Linked DNA regions of Oryctolagus cuniculus: region 2 is linked to region 1. A link is a contact called in public Micro-C data. All regions are on one chromosome and are shown on one strand. The core of a region is the stretch at or near the end of the contact, and the rest is flanking DNA. Distances in the headings are between cores, read along the strand shown. Region 1 overlaps ARHGAP26 (Rho GTPase activating protein 26). Region 2 overlaps ARHGAP26 (Rho GTPase activating protein 26).

Evidence for each region. A called contact is a pair of places that touch in the nucleus more often than the background predicts.
Region 2: a contact with region 1 is called in a Micro-C map of ear pinna, with 4 times the contacts expected there. The contact joins two enhancer-like sites. A contact is called at or near these places in 6 of 6 Hi-C or Micro-C datasets (ear pinna, embryonic fibroblasts, liver and 3 more).

What each region holds. Positions count from the first base shown.
Region 1 is chr6:30,406,108-30,412,148 of mOryCun1.1, reverse strand. The region is part of intron 10 of ARHGAP26 (Rho GTPase activating protein 26); the gene reads right to left. It overlaps LOC127490692 (a long non-coding RNA gene), which reads left to right. Exons shown (of 3, transcript XR_007918987.2): 3 at 133-2,400. Among named protein-coding and RNA genes, the nearest start is that of ARHGAP26, 160 kb to the right of the region's middle. Within about 2 kb of position 4,723, at least 3 of the 8 cell types and tissues checked have an H3K27ac peak or open chromatin away from gene starts, as enhancers often do. A contact at or near this core is called in ear pinna, where this site is marked.
Region 2 is chr6:30,469,297-30,475,498 of mOryCun1.1, reverse strand. The region is part of intron 11 of ARHGAP26 (Rho GTPase activating protein 26); the gene reads right to left. Among named protein-coding and RNA genes, the nearest start is that of ARHGAP26, 230 kb to the right of the region's middle. Within about 2 kb of position 1,813, at least 1 of the 8 cell types and tissues checked has an H3K27ac peak or open chromatin away from gene starts, as enhancers often do. A contact at or near this core is called in ear pinna, where this site is marked.

The DNA.
Region 1 (6,041 bases), core at 3,474-5,973:
GGGTGGTGCTTAGCAGGGACCCAGGAAAAATAAATACAATAAGAAAATTATTGTTTAATTCAGAAATAATGAACGTGGACCTTTCACCTGGGCTCAAGGGAGAGAGCTACATAACTGTGGCTTCCACTGCAGGGACAGAAAAGACACCAATGGGCGCTATCAGGATGCCCAGCAAGGATGATGCTGTGAGGAAAAGCAGCCAGACCCAACAGGCTACAGCCGTACGGGGCCAGTCACCGCGCGGGCAAACATTCGCCACACTCGACAGTGACAGAAGCCACAAGGGTGAGTGTGTCGGGGGAATAGAAATAGGCAATGACCTGGTAGGGGCACAGGAGGAATCTCTGGGTTACAGAAACAGTCTCCCTTGATCTGTGACTTACACAGGTAAGTGTGTGCGTGCAGGTGCATGTGTATGCGAAATTCATGAAGCTGCAAACTTAGGATGTTGCATTTCAGTGTGCTCACACTTCAGTAAAAGACCTGCTGCGATCACCCTTCTCATCAGTGATGGAGGCTCACTGGGGATCTGGACTCTGGTCCTATCTACCATCTGCATTTAAACCCCAGACTCACTGCCAGGGTTAAATTTCAGGGTGTGACGTGGAGGTTAAATGGCGGGTGGATGAAACTTTACAAGGTGTCAGGCACAGAGGCAACGCTCCAAAACCACGTTGTTATCACGAGGCGAGTGCGGGGAGCTAGCACAGGGTGCCAACATCGGGGCTGGCGACAGGCAAGTGCGCACGGCCTTCCACCGCAAGGAAAAGACACAACCCACAAGAGCTGCTACTCCACGAGACCCCCAACCCCTCTGCGTTCACACACAGCGCTGCAAATCACACCTCAACCACAAGGCACGACAGGCTGCGGGCACACGCTGGCGGTGACATTGGCACGTTTCCGCTTTCCTGCTGCAGAAGGCATCACACTGGCCCAGCACTCCTCTTTCAAACGGGGGTGTGATAACTGAGGAGCACAGGGGAGGAGTCTTCAGCGAGTTCGGGACGACGTGCCAAAGAGCTTCCTCTACCCCCTGCCCGCCACACCCCTGAGAGAAGGAGCAGACACAGAGCAGACGTCCTGTGTTAGTGCTGGACCTGGCTCAGCCCGAGGACCTCACCAAAGACCTGCGATTCCTCGAGGCTGCACCCGCCTCTCACACTGCAGGAGCCATGCAGGAAACAGGCCTCCACCTGCCACCAGGCAAGCTGCACCCACCACCTTATTTCCTCCGACCCTGCCTCCCTAGGACACCCACAGAAAGCAAGGGGTCAGGTACAACACATCCGGGGTCCTGGGACCACTGACGTCAACCCGCAGCCTTCTCTCGAGCCAGTGCGGCCAGGATCACAACCAGCCCCAACTCCAGGGTTCCTCGACAGCTTTCCTTCTCTAATCTGAGTCCCGAATCTGAGTCAACAACAGTGAGCTCAGTGGTTTGGCAACTCGCCCACTTCCTATTGGACCAGGAAATGCCGCTCCTAACTCCACCCCACTGGAACAAACACACTCGGAATCTAACAGCGCTGCTCTTTCTAAATCAACCTCCAAGATCGAGGGTTCACTCATTCATAAGACCATAAATCTTCAGCTGGCCAGAGTTCGTTCCCCAGCTCCCAGCCACGGCTCTGTGCACTGAAGGGTCAAGTTCCGGGTGCGACAGGCACTGTGGCAGCCACAGAAACACAGGCTGCTCACAGCCTGTGTGTGAAACCTGCCCCACGGCGCTCATACAGGAAGACAGAGGGAAATGAAGGCTTGGAGAAGGGGCCGCATCCACGCCAGAACACTTTCCCGAGTGCCAGCAAGAGGAAGAGGGCCTGTGTTTCTAAAGCACTCCTGGAAAAAGGGATTTCCAACAGTTCCTGAGCAAGGCCAAGGCTTCAGGGATGTGTGGGTCTTGACTGATACACAAGGGGGCCAAAGCGATGCAGAAAAATCCTGGAGTTGGGCAGCCATTCCGTGCCGGTTTATGAAATTACAGATTCAAGTGCCTACAGAGACCATGGAAGGAAGGAACATCAGGGAAACTGAAAAACAGCTTCTTGACAGCCCCAGGGAAAACAGGCTTGGTCTCGTTCTCCTTAAAATATGCACCCCTGGGTGCCTGGGCTGGTGGTGAAGACGCCAGTCAGGACATTCAGCTCCGACGTCTAGCGCCAGGGTCTCAGTCCCAGCTTCCTCCTCAGCTGCCCCTGCCGGCAGCAGGTGACATCATGGGAGAGACCCTGACTGGGTTCAGGTTCCCAACCAGGGCCCAGCCCAGCCCCTGGAGGCATTTGGGGAAGGAACCAGCAAACAAGAGTCAGTCTCTCTCTCTTCTCTCTCTCTCTCTCTCTCTCTCTCCCCCCCTCCTGTCTTCTCTCTCAAATAAATGATAACACTTTTTTAAAAATATGCCACCTTTTGTTTATCCTTTCACACATTTAGTTTTGGATAGAGACACAGGACAAACAAGTGTTTTCCCTTCTAGGGGGAAAAAAAAATAAAACAAGAGTTCAAGTGCAAGGCAAAGAGGCAACTGTCCCCCACCCCTGCCGTGGGGACTGTGGCCAGGTGGAGAGCACCTACAGCAGCTGACGGAGGCACCTGCCGTTCAGCTTGACCAAAAGCTAGCACACAGCAAGGTGCGATGAGCAGGGACAGATCTGTCCAGTTTTACAGTGCTGCCTCGGACACTATCCAGACCACATGAGCCTATGGACCACCAGGTTGCAACTTCTGGTATCTGTGCCCATCTTTCTCTGCTTCTCTCCGCCTGAGCGGCACTTTGGGTCACCACGGCACGTGATAATGTCACATCAGGCACCAGGCCCGAGACACAGAGGCTTCATGCACCTCACAAACTCAGCGGAGCATCCAGGGTTCACCCACACAGGAGGGTCTCCGGCTACTTTCCTATTCCCACCAGCACTCGGACACCCGGCACATCGCCTGGGGCGGGGGAGGGCGAGAGCAGTAACCTATTACCTGGGGACAGGAGCGACTGAATGTGCTCCACTCTCAGCACCCTGAGTAAGGAACCCTGAGGTCCTTGCGCATTACAGATGCAAGTGCAAGGGAGGAAGTCACAAAACGCCATGACACCCTGTGTAGGGGGACAGGTAGGCGAGACGAAGGAAGCGAGAGAGACGCCCAGCGCTGCAAACCGGCAGCCTCCGAAGCATCGCTAAGGTTTCCTGAGTGCTCAGCACGGGCCAAGTGCCGTGCCGTGGGCTTCACCCACGTGACCACAGCAACGGCATGAGGCAGGCACTGGCACTAAGCCTCTGAAAGTGAGAGAACGGAGACTCAGACAATGACTTGTGCTCCAGCACGCTGCTGCTAAGTGCCAGAGCCTGAACCTAACCCAGCTGTGCCCAGCTCTACAGCAAAGCTCAAGCAACTGAACCACAACACGACACTGCCCCCATGTGCACAGCACACGCGCCCTGGGATCCAGGAAGACGAGCTCCTCAGAGGGAGGGGGGAGGCCACCCTACTCAACCCCTAAGAAGTTTCTAGAAGCCACTTCCAATCAGTGGAACAGAAAGGATGTGATCCTAGTGAGCGAAAGAGTCAGACCTCTGAAAGCCTGTAGCCCTGCTCCTCTGGGAGAAAAGGCCTAAAAATAATTAGGACCGTGGGAATAACAACAGTGTAAACTGGAGTAAACAGTATCAATCGTATCAGAAAATCTCTCAGGTTTTTATTTTTAAAAAGACTAAAGTCATAAAACGTCAGGAAGCCAAGACAATGAAATCTTTGGTATATTAAACTGCATGGCCCTAAAGTGTCCACTGTGTGCCCGGCAGAAGCCAGGTACTGGGGACCCAGGAGTCTGCATCCCAGGACACAGCGCACCGGGAGAAGGCAGTACCCCTGCAGAGATGAGCGAGGTTCAAGGAGAACGCACCACGGGTAGGCACCGTTCATAACAAGCTACAAAAACCCGTCCTGTGGTTCTTTGTTCATCTTTACTCTTCTCTCAGGAGGAACAGAACCATACGTAAGTGGAATCTACTGGCTCAGTTGTTTCTTCTCTTCGGATTCACATGACAGCAAAATTTTGGTTTAGATCCTTTTTTTAAAAAACTCTTTTTATATTTAGAAACTGGCAGCGAAACTGACTTAATCAATCAATCCAATTCCAAATTCCATTATGCAAAGAGCAGAAATAGGGTTGCCTCAGCCTCCTACACATCAGGTGCATTAACCACCGCATCCCATTCTTATTTTAGGCAGAATCACACCGCAAACATACCCTCTCATTTAATTACAAAAAAAAAAAAAAAAAAAAACACCTCCATGACACGAGCAGACCGCACCAATCCCAAAGACTCCAAGAACTTCCTGACCGGCGTATTTTACAGGGGGGCACGAAGCACCCCAGAAGGCAGCGCGAACTCCCGCTGCAGTCGTGCAAGGCAGAGCAGCGCTAACGCCCTCCGAGGAAGGAAAAGGCTATTTCCTGCCTGAAATGTCAATGGCACTGAGACCAGCACTCCAACCAGACCAGCAGGAAGGCAAAGTCAAATATTATTTCAAACCAGGGTGAGAAGGGGAGGGAGGGGAAGTTCGAAACCAGGAAAAATGGAGTCATCTGTTGGAAAAGATAACGTGCACAGCCCCGGAGGGAAACGCAGAACCGCTGGGTTCTCAGCACACGCCGGGCACCGGGCAGCGGAATCGCGCCTCTGTTTACTTCACTGCCCTCAGGTGTGCTGTCCCCATAGCAAAGGGCCCGATGCTTTAGTTCACAAAGCCGGGCGGAAGGCACTGCTTAAACAGAGGTAGGATTCACTGAGCATGGTTGCTTCCGCCAGAGAGGCAGCGTGAGTGATCCGTCATGAAGGGGTGGAAGGAAGGAGTTTCTAGACAAAGAGTGAGTCATTCAGAACCCCTGTCCCTTAAGGAGTAACAGCCACAGGGTCACTGCTGCTGCAGAAAAACCTCCTCTCCTAACAGACAACTGAGGAGTTAATTTCCAACTGGACTTTCCAATGGCGGCTAACGCAGATACAAAACTGCCATCTAGAGGCGGGATGCTGCAACAGCATGTTACATAACATGATCGTTTCGGGGAAAGACAAGCAGACACACACACACCAGTGCATGCGTGTACACCACAAACCAGGAGATGGAACAATCCTTCTGAGACCATAAACGATCGGGGAGGCATCAGCGGTTTTATACAAAACATGTATAAATAACCAGTTTCACACACAAAAAGGATGTGAAAATGGGCTCTTTCCTCTAGGAAGCCCTTTGTACAAACTCCACTAATGCCCCTGTGTTCACGTGAGCTCAACGCAGAGGCGACCCGAGAGGTCATGAGCGTACAGGAAGAGGAACTCTGCATAGACAAAAAGCCAGCTTATGGAAACACCCCCCGAAGGCTCAACACAAGAACAACAAAGTCCCCGGTTTTAGGATACAGGGAAAAAAAAAAAAAAAAAGAAAAAAAAGAAACAACCCTTTCGGACCAGGGCTCTGTCAGAGAAAAATTCCACTGCATCCGTCTCCCAAACAACCCTGCAAGGTAGGTAACAAATCCACCCATCTTGCAGACGTCATCAAACCACCTGCCCAGCCCGTTAGGCACAGGACCTAATTTCATAGTATGGCTGCTTTGATTCTTTAACACTAATATGCAGCCTACAACAAAATATATTTAAAAGGAAAGTACTGATGAGAAGCTTCCAATAGACTGTTCAAATCTACCAGCAATCTTTCTAGGCTCATGATTCAGAGTTGAACTAACCTTCCATTTCCCCGAGCTTTCCCCCACATATATGAATGTATGTGGGCCCTTGCTGAAATTCTAGTGTGTGTTTGTTTTTTCTTTAATATTTGTTTTTTCATCTAAAAGGCAGAGTGGCAGAGAAAAAGACATGAGAGGGGAGAGATCTTCCATCCACCAGTTCACTCCCTGAACCAGGGGTCAAGAACGCCATCCTGATCTGCCCACATGAATGGCAGGGAACTAAGTACTTGGACCATCTTCTGTTATCTTAGCAGCCACATAAGTAAGCAGAAAGCTGATCAGAAGAAGAGTA
Region 2 (6,202 bases), core at 564-3,063, 66 kb before region 1:
ATTCCCCAACTGCAGAGCAGCGATCAACAAGCCCACGGACCAGGAACACGTGGTGCCCGATCCTCCGAGGCCTGGCCATCTATCTCTGTCTGGTTTGGGTAAATGAGCCCTGGAGAATGAGTTTTTAAATGAGGCTAACAAACCGTGTGTGCCAGCACTGCCTGATTACACAGCCTATCAGGATGGTCCCGGGTAGGGCAGCAGCCTCGGTACTGCAGAGGCCAGATAACGGCGAGGGAACAGCACAGGTGGGTGAGTTTGCATACTGAGTGCCACACCTGACATCTAACCCTTGCAGGCAACATACAGATTGGTCTAGTGGCGTGTCCACTTACAGATACAGGTGTGAGACCGTAGAGTTTACCCAAGGGTTCGGACTGCTGATGGTGTGTTACTCTTCTGTGCCTCCAGAGCGAAGTTCTGATCCTGCTTTGCCTTCCCCTGCCATGGCCACCACACACGGTTACCAGCTGCTCCACTGTGATGCTCCTGAGACCTTCTACACTGGCCAAGGGCACACAAATCACTCTCTAGAAGTGGTCAGCCTGCTCTGAGAGCTACTTCCACTCCCAGGTGCCCAGAGCTGCAGACCGAGGCCAGGGAGAGGAGCAGTGTGCTGAAATAGTGTGGCTTTGTCTTACAACTGGCAGAGTAAGTCAGGCTCCTCCACTTCCAGGTGGGCCTCGCCAGAGTCTCTGTCTTAATGGCAGGAACCCAACTGCCCAGTATCAACTCAAGGGGCCAGAGCCTCTCAACAATGCCTAACCAGGGCTCCTAAAGAGACTGAAACAGTTGTTTTTCTCACCAAAATAACTTGAAGTCCATCTTTCCTGGGCTGGCTTTGGGAGGCAATGGGTGAAGCCACTGTGACACTGGCATCCCATATTGGAGTGTCAGTACAAGTGTGCTAGTGCTAGCATACCTGCTACACTTCTGACCAAGGTCCTTGCTAATGTGCCTGGGAAGGCAGAGGAGAATGGCCCAAGTGCTTGGCCCCCAGATGCAGTTCCTGACTCTTGGCTTCAGCCTGGCCCAGCTGTTGCAACCATTTACAGAGTGAACCAAACAGATGGAAGGTATTCTCATCTTTCTCTCCCCCCACCCCTGCCTGCCTCCCTCCCTCTCCCTCCCTCCCTCCCTCCCTCTCTCTCTCTCTCTCCCCCTCCCTCCAACATTCCACTTTTCAAATAAATCAATATTTTTTTTAAGTGTATCTGTCGTGCTTAGCTAAGACCTGGCCACATGAAAGCCTCTCAGGCATCTAGCTTTTTATATTTGGAGGTAGCTATGCTCCAGTGGCTGCTGAATATTGAACACGGAGATTTGTTAAATGTCCACACCAGTGAATACTCAATTACATGCTTCTAGAAAACAGAGATTACGTGTGTTTATCTTATCAGTGTCCATCTGTGGGACATTAAAGAATAACCATGCAGTAATAATAATTTATTAATAATGATGAAAAAGCCCTGCTATCTGTCAAGACCCCCTGCCAAGCATTCTATAGACATTGTCTTGTTCGGTCCTCAGCCCACCTAAGTATTCCCATCATACAGGCAGTAAAACCAAGGCATTACACAAGCTGGGCCACTTGCCCAAGGTTAGACAGCTGGAAACAGTTTGAGGCCAGACAGCAACTCCCACATTCTACCTTCAGAGCCCAAACTCTTAACCACTAACCACGATAACGAAGACACTGTGATGACGATGACGATAGAGGTGACGAGGTGCTGTGGGCAGCAAGGGCAGGTGAGTCACGGAAGACCGAGCTTGCCCTGAGTCAGAGAGAAAATGAAACTGGGAACGGCCTTCTGACGGCTGCCTGCAGCGGCTGCCACTAACCCATGTAAGCAGCTGGCACCTAGCGCAGAAGTAACACTCCATATTCTCTGAACCGCAGGGCTAGAGCCTGAAGATAAACACTGGGACAGGAAAGTAGGTCTTTAATACAAATCACAGGACACCGCAATTCTCTGAGTCCTTACCCAGAAGCTACAACGCGAGTACAATTTAATAAATCAAAGGAGAGTGAGGAAAGCCTTCATACGCTTCCTCTGCGCTAAGATGTGATTTTGCAATAAATTCTGCTCACCGCCGAGCCAAGTCAATCCCTGTGTCCCTAGAGAATGGGGAGAGAATAGAGTCACTAGGATTCCCGGAATGCTTCTACGAGTAACCTTCAGTACCATTATCCTGGCTGTACTGAGAAACCACAGACACGCTTTCTTCTTCTTACCATTGTTAAAGACATAAGCAAATCACTAATGAGACAAAACCGTCTAACTCTCCTCTCACACACAGCTGCATGAGCATGGGGCCACACCCTGCTTGGGATGAGAATGTGCACAAACGAAGGTGTTACCCATACAAGTTCACAGGCAAGCAGATTTACAACTCTGCTCCCCCCGGGACTGTATTGTCTTCACCAAATGCATCTGTGATTCCCCAGGGTCACTTGCCTGGGCTATCTGAACCCGCACCACAGGGCTGCTGGCCTGACCGACCGACAGGGAGACGCACCCGACAGGGCCACAGGGCAGCATCTTGAAGCACTGCACAGTCTGCTTCTACACTTGCATACACAATCACGTCCCAGCTCTCTGTGCATTCACCATTGCTAAAACTTGTCTTTGTTTCTTCCTTCGGTTGGTTTATTAATTGTTTTCCCTGTAAGTGGTGACAGATGTGTAGTACATGCCTGCTTGGGGTTTATGTTCAGTTTTACTATGTGTTGGCTATACATATTTATCAATTAACATCCACAGATTTCCATTTCTTGCTATTTCTAAAAGGGGGACTTCTAAAATGGGGATTTTAACACTCCCTGCCTCTTGCAGTTGTGAAAATTAAGTGGAATAATAATAATGAAATATTTAGCAGAGAATGCAAATTCTGTGGCCTACACAGAGCATTCTATACAGATAAAGTTCTGTATCTTCATCACCACCATACTCTTCTTTCCGTCTCGTCACACCTTTCATTTAAAGAACAAAACGGCCAACCTCTCCTGTTGATGGAAATGAGATAAATGGCTAATGTTGGGGATGCAGTCTGAGGAAGCCAGGACACAGGTCTCACTGGTGCTGTGATACAGCAACTGAAATTCAGGCATGAAGGGAAGGAAGAGGAGACAATCTAAGGTCAACTTTCAGAACAATGGCTTTTTAACAGCAAGCAAAAGTAAAAATAACTGCCCACCGCCAATCAACCACATTTTCATGCGCCATGAACTATACTAAAGTCTGTAAGAATCATTCTATTCCATCTTCAAGCCTTGCAGTACTACCACTGCCTCTGCTTCCTGGAGTCCAGCAAGTTTATTAACAAAGGTTACACTGCTAGCAAGTGATGGAGCTGGGGTTTGAACCAGGTGGAGCTCCCTCGAGCCTGTACTCAACCACAGTTTCATACGACTTCCCCACCCAGTCCTACTTTCCAGAGGAAAAATAGCCTGGCATGTAACAAAGAAACTCAAGACAAGCTAAGTCAAAGAAACTCAAGACAAACTGAGCAGTAATTAAAATGGCAACAATGTAATCATTGTGTAAGAACAAAATTTCCACCCAATTTAAACACAACAGTGATTCTACAAACTTCCAATTAATACATGATATGGCAGTAATTGAAAACCACAACCAGCTTGAGACACTTGAAAACGCCCCAAAAACATCCTTCCTAAAAACTCTGAGCACACAGAGAACTAGCCAGGGCTGCCCAGACCATACGGCAGACTGCACAGCAGAGCGCCACATCGGAACACTGGGCAAACTTGAGGCTAAGTTTAGGAACTGTTAATAACACCCCTGAGAAGTTGCTAGTAAGACTCCCTTGGTCTATGGAACACCAGGCATAAAATCCAATGATGGACATGAATTTCTGGATGGTGAACACCTCTCTTTTCACTGGCGGGCCAGAGGCCACCCTCAGAAAAGCTTTTGAGAAGCACTTTTAGAATCTCACTGGAGTGGGGCTAAAATCCATTTGAGCGGCGGGGAATAGAGGGGGTGTTATCGCCTACCCGGGGGCCACAGTTTAGGAGCCAGGTGGGGGGCTCCTTCTCCATCTCGCATGTGGCTCTCCTCACCAGACTGGGGGTTGACAGTGCTCAAAAGAGAAAGAGGGCTTTCTCCCTCTGCTGCTCCGGGCATCGCATTTGCTGTCTCGGTAAGGCTCTCTCAAAAGTGAAGCTCTGAGCGGCGGACGTGTGGTGCAGCGGGTTAAGCCTCCACTCTGGACACCTACATCCCACATAGGAGTGCCAGTTAGAGTTCCAACTACTCCACACTTCCAATCCAGTTTCCTGCTCATGTGCCTGGGAGGCAAAAACGATGGGCAAGAGGTGGACCCTGCCACCCACACAGGAGACCCAGATGGAATTCCTAGCTCCTAGCTTTGGCCTGCCCTACCCCAGTCTGTTGTGGACAATTGGAGTGAACCGACAGTTGGAAGACACCTCTCTCTCTCTTTCTCTCTCTCTCTCTTTCTATAACTCTGCCTTTCAAACAATTAAAATAAATCTTCAAAAAAGAAAAATGCCTGAAGCTAATAAAAACACATTTGATGGCACTTGCCAACGACCTATTGCTGAACCAATATCAAGACCTTGCTCTTGTGTGACAGAATTACACATAAAGAGGGTTTGGTAACTGGCATACAGTAAGCCTTTATCCACACTAGCTGGATAAACAGTTTTTGAACAGAAGAAATGAGAGGGAAGTTAAAATTTTAAAAATCCTGGCTGGCGCCGTGGCTCAGTAGACTAATCCTCCGCCTGCGGCGCCGGCACATCGAGTTCTAGTCCCGGTCGGGGCGCCGGATTCTGTCCCGGTTGCCCCTCTTCCACGCCAGCTCTCTGCTGTGGCCAGGGAGTACAGTGGAGGATGGCCCAAGTGCTTGAGCCCTGCACCCCATGGGAGACCAGGAGAAGCACCTGGCTCCTGCCTTCGGATCAGCGCGGTGCGCCGGCCACAGCGCGCCAATCACAGCAGCCACTGGAGGGTGAACCAACGGCAAAGGAAGACCTTTCTCTCTGTCTCTCTCCCTCACTGTCCACTCTGCCTGTCAGAAAAAAAAAAAAAAAAAAAAAAAAAAAAAAAAAAAACCATGCTCGAGCTGAGGAGGCCAAGCACTGGCCAGATAGCAGGCATGCCCGGACGGATCATTTACGTCTCTCTTTTCAACATTTGGAAAATGAATCTTTACCTGACACAGGAACAAAAATATACAATTTAGGCCTCATCAAGAGAAAACACAAAACAGATTTATCTAATCTGGCTTATCACAAGGCTATCAAAATCCCTCCCATCACCATTTACTCTCTGGGATCCACTGTGACATGTTAGCTCTACAACCAGCAAGTGACAATAAATGCACAAACAGCTTGTGAGTCCATGGTACCAAGGGCGAGTTCTGAAATGAGAGCTAAGAAATGGATTCCCATCTCTGTGCCATGTCTCCTCTCCTGTACAGCCACCCGCTGCCTCGGGCGTTCTAATGTAAAGCGTCCAGCAAAATGTAACCAAATGACCAGGCTCTTAAAGTCACAGGGCTACCTTTGGACAGCCCTGGAAGCCTTCCTGCTCAGCCACACAGCAGCAGGTCAGTGCCTGCACAACTGCTGGGCAACATGATGTGACAATGAGGATGGAGAGAAAGCACCTTCCTTTTCAATTAGTTTAAGCACTGCCTGCTGCTTTGGGCCTTCCAGGTACAAAGGGCCCAGTGAGGCTGGACAGAAAAAAATGCTACCGCTACTGCTCATTATCATGAACCTTGCTTTCCTGGGGAGCCACACACTCACCACCACCCTCAGCCCATGTGGTCTGGGTGGGGCCATCCCAAGTCTATCTTCAGGTCTGGCTGTGTGATCCAGACTGTAAATCCCACCGCACACGTGATCTGCCCAGGCCAAGCACAGCCAACAATAATCACTTCTCATACTTTTTACGACGAATGTTGGAAATGAGGCCTCGTCAGAGCGGGATACATTCATGCCTGGAGCTTTTGTGGCCAACTTCTACCACCACACAGGCAAAGCCTGAGTTTAAAAAAAAAAAGAAAGAAAGAAAGAAAGAAAAAGAAAAAATACACTCAGGAAAAAAAAAAAAAAAAAGAGCACAGGTTCGGTTGGAGGGGAGGTGCTGTGAGCCCTCTGAGGGTCTCCCCGCACCCTGTGAGTGAACCAGTAACAGCCTCTTCAATC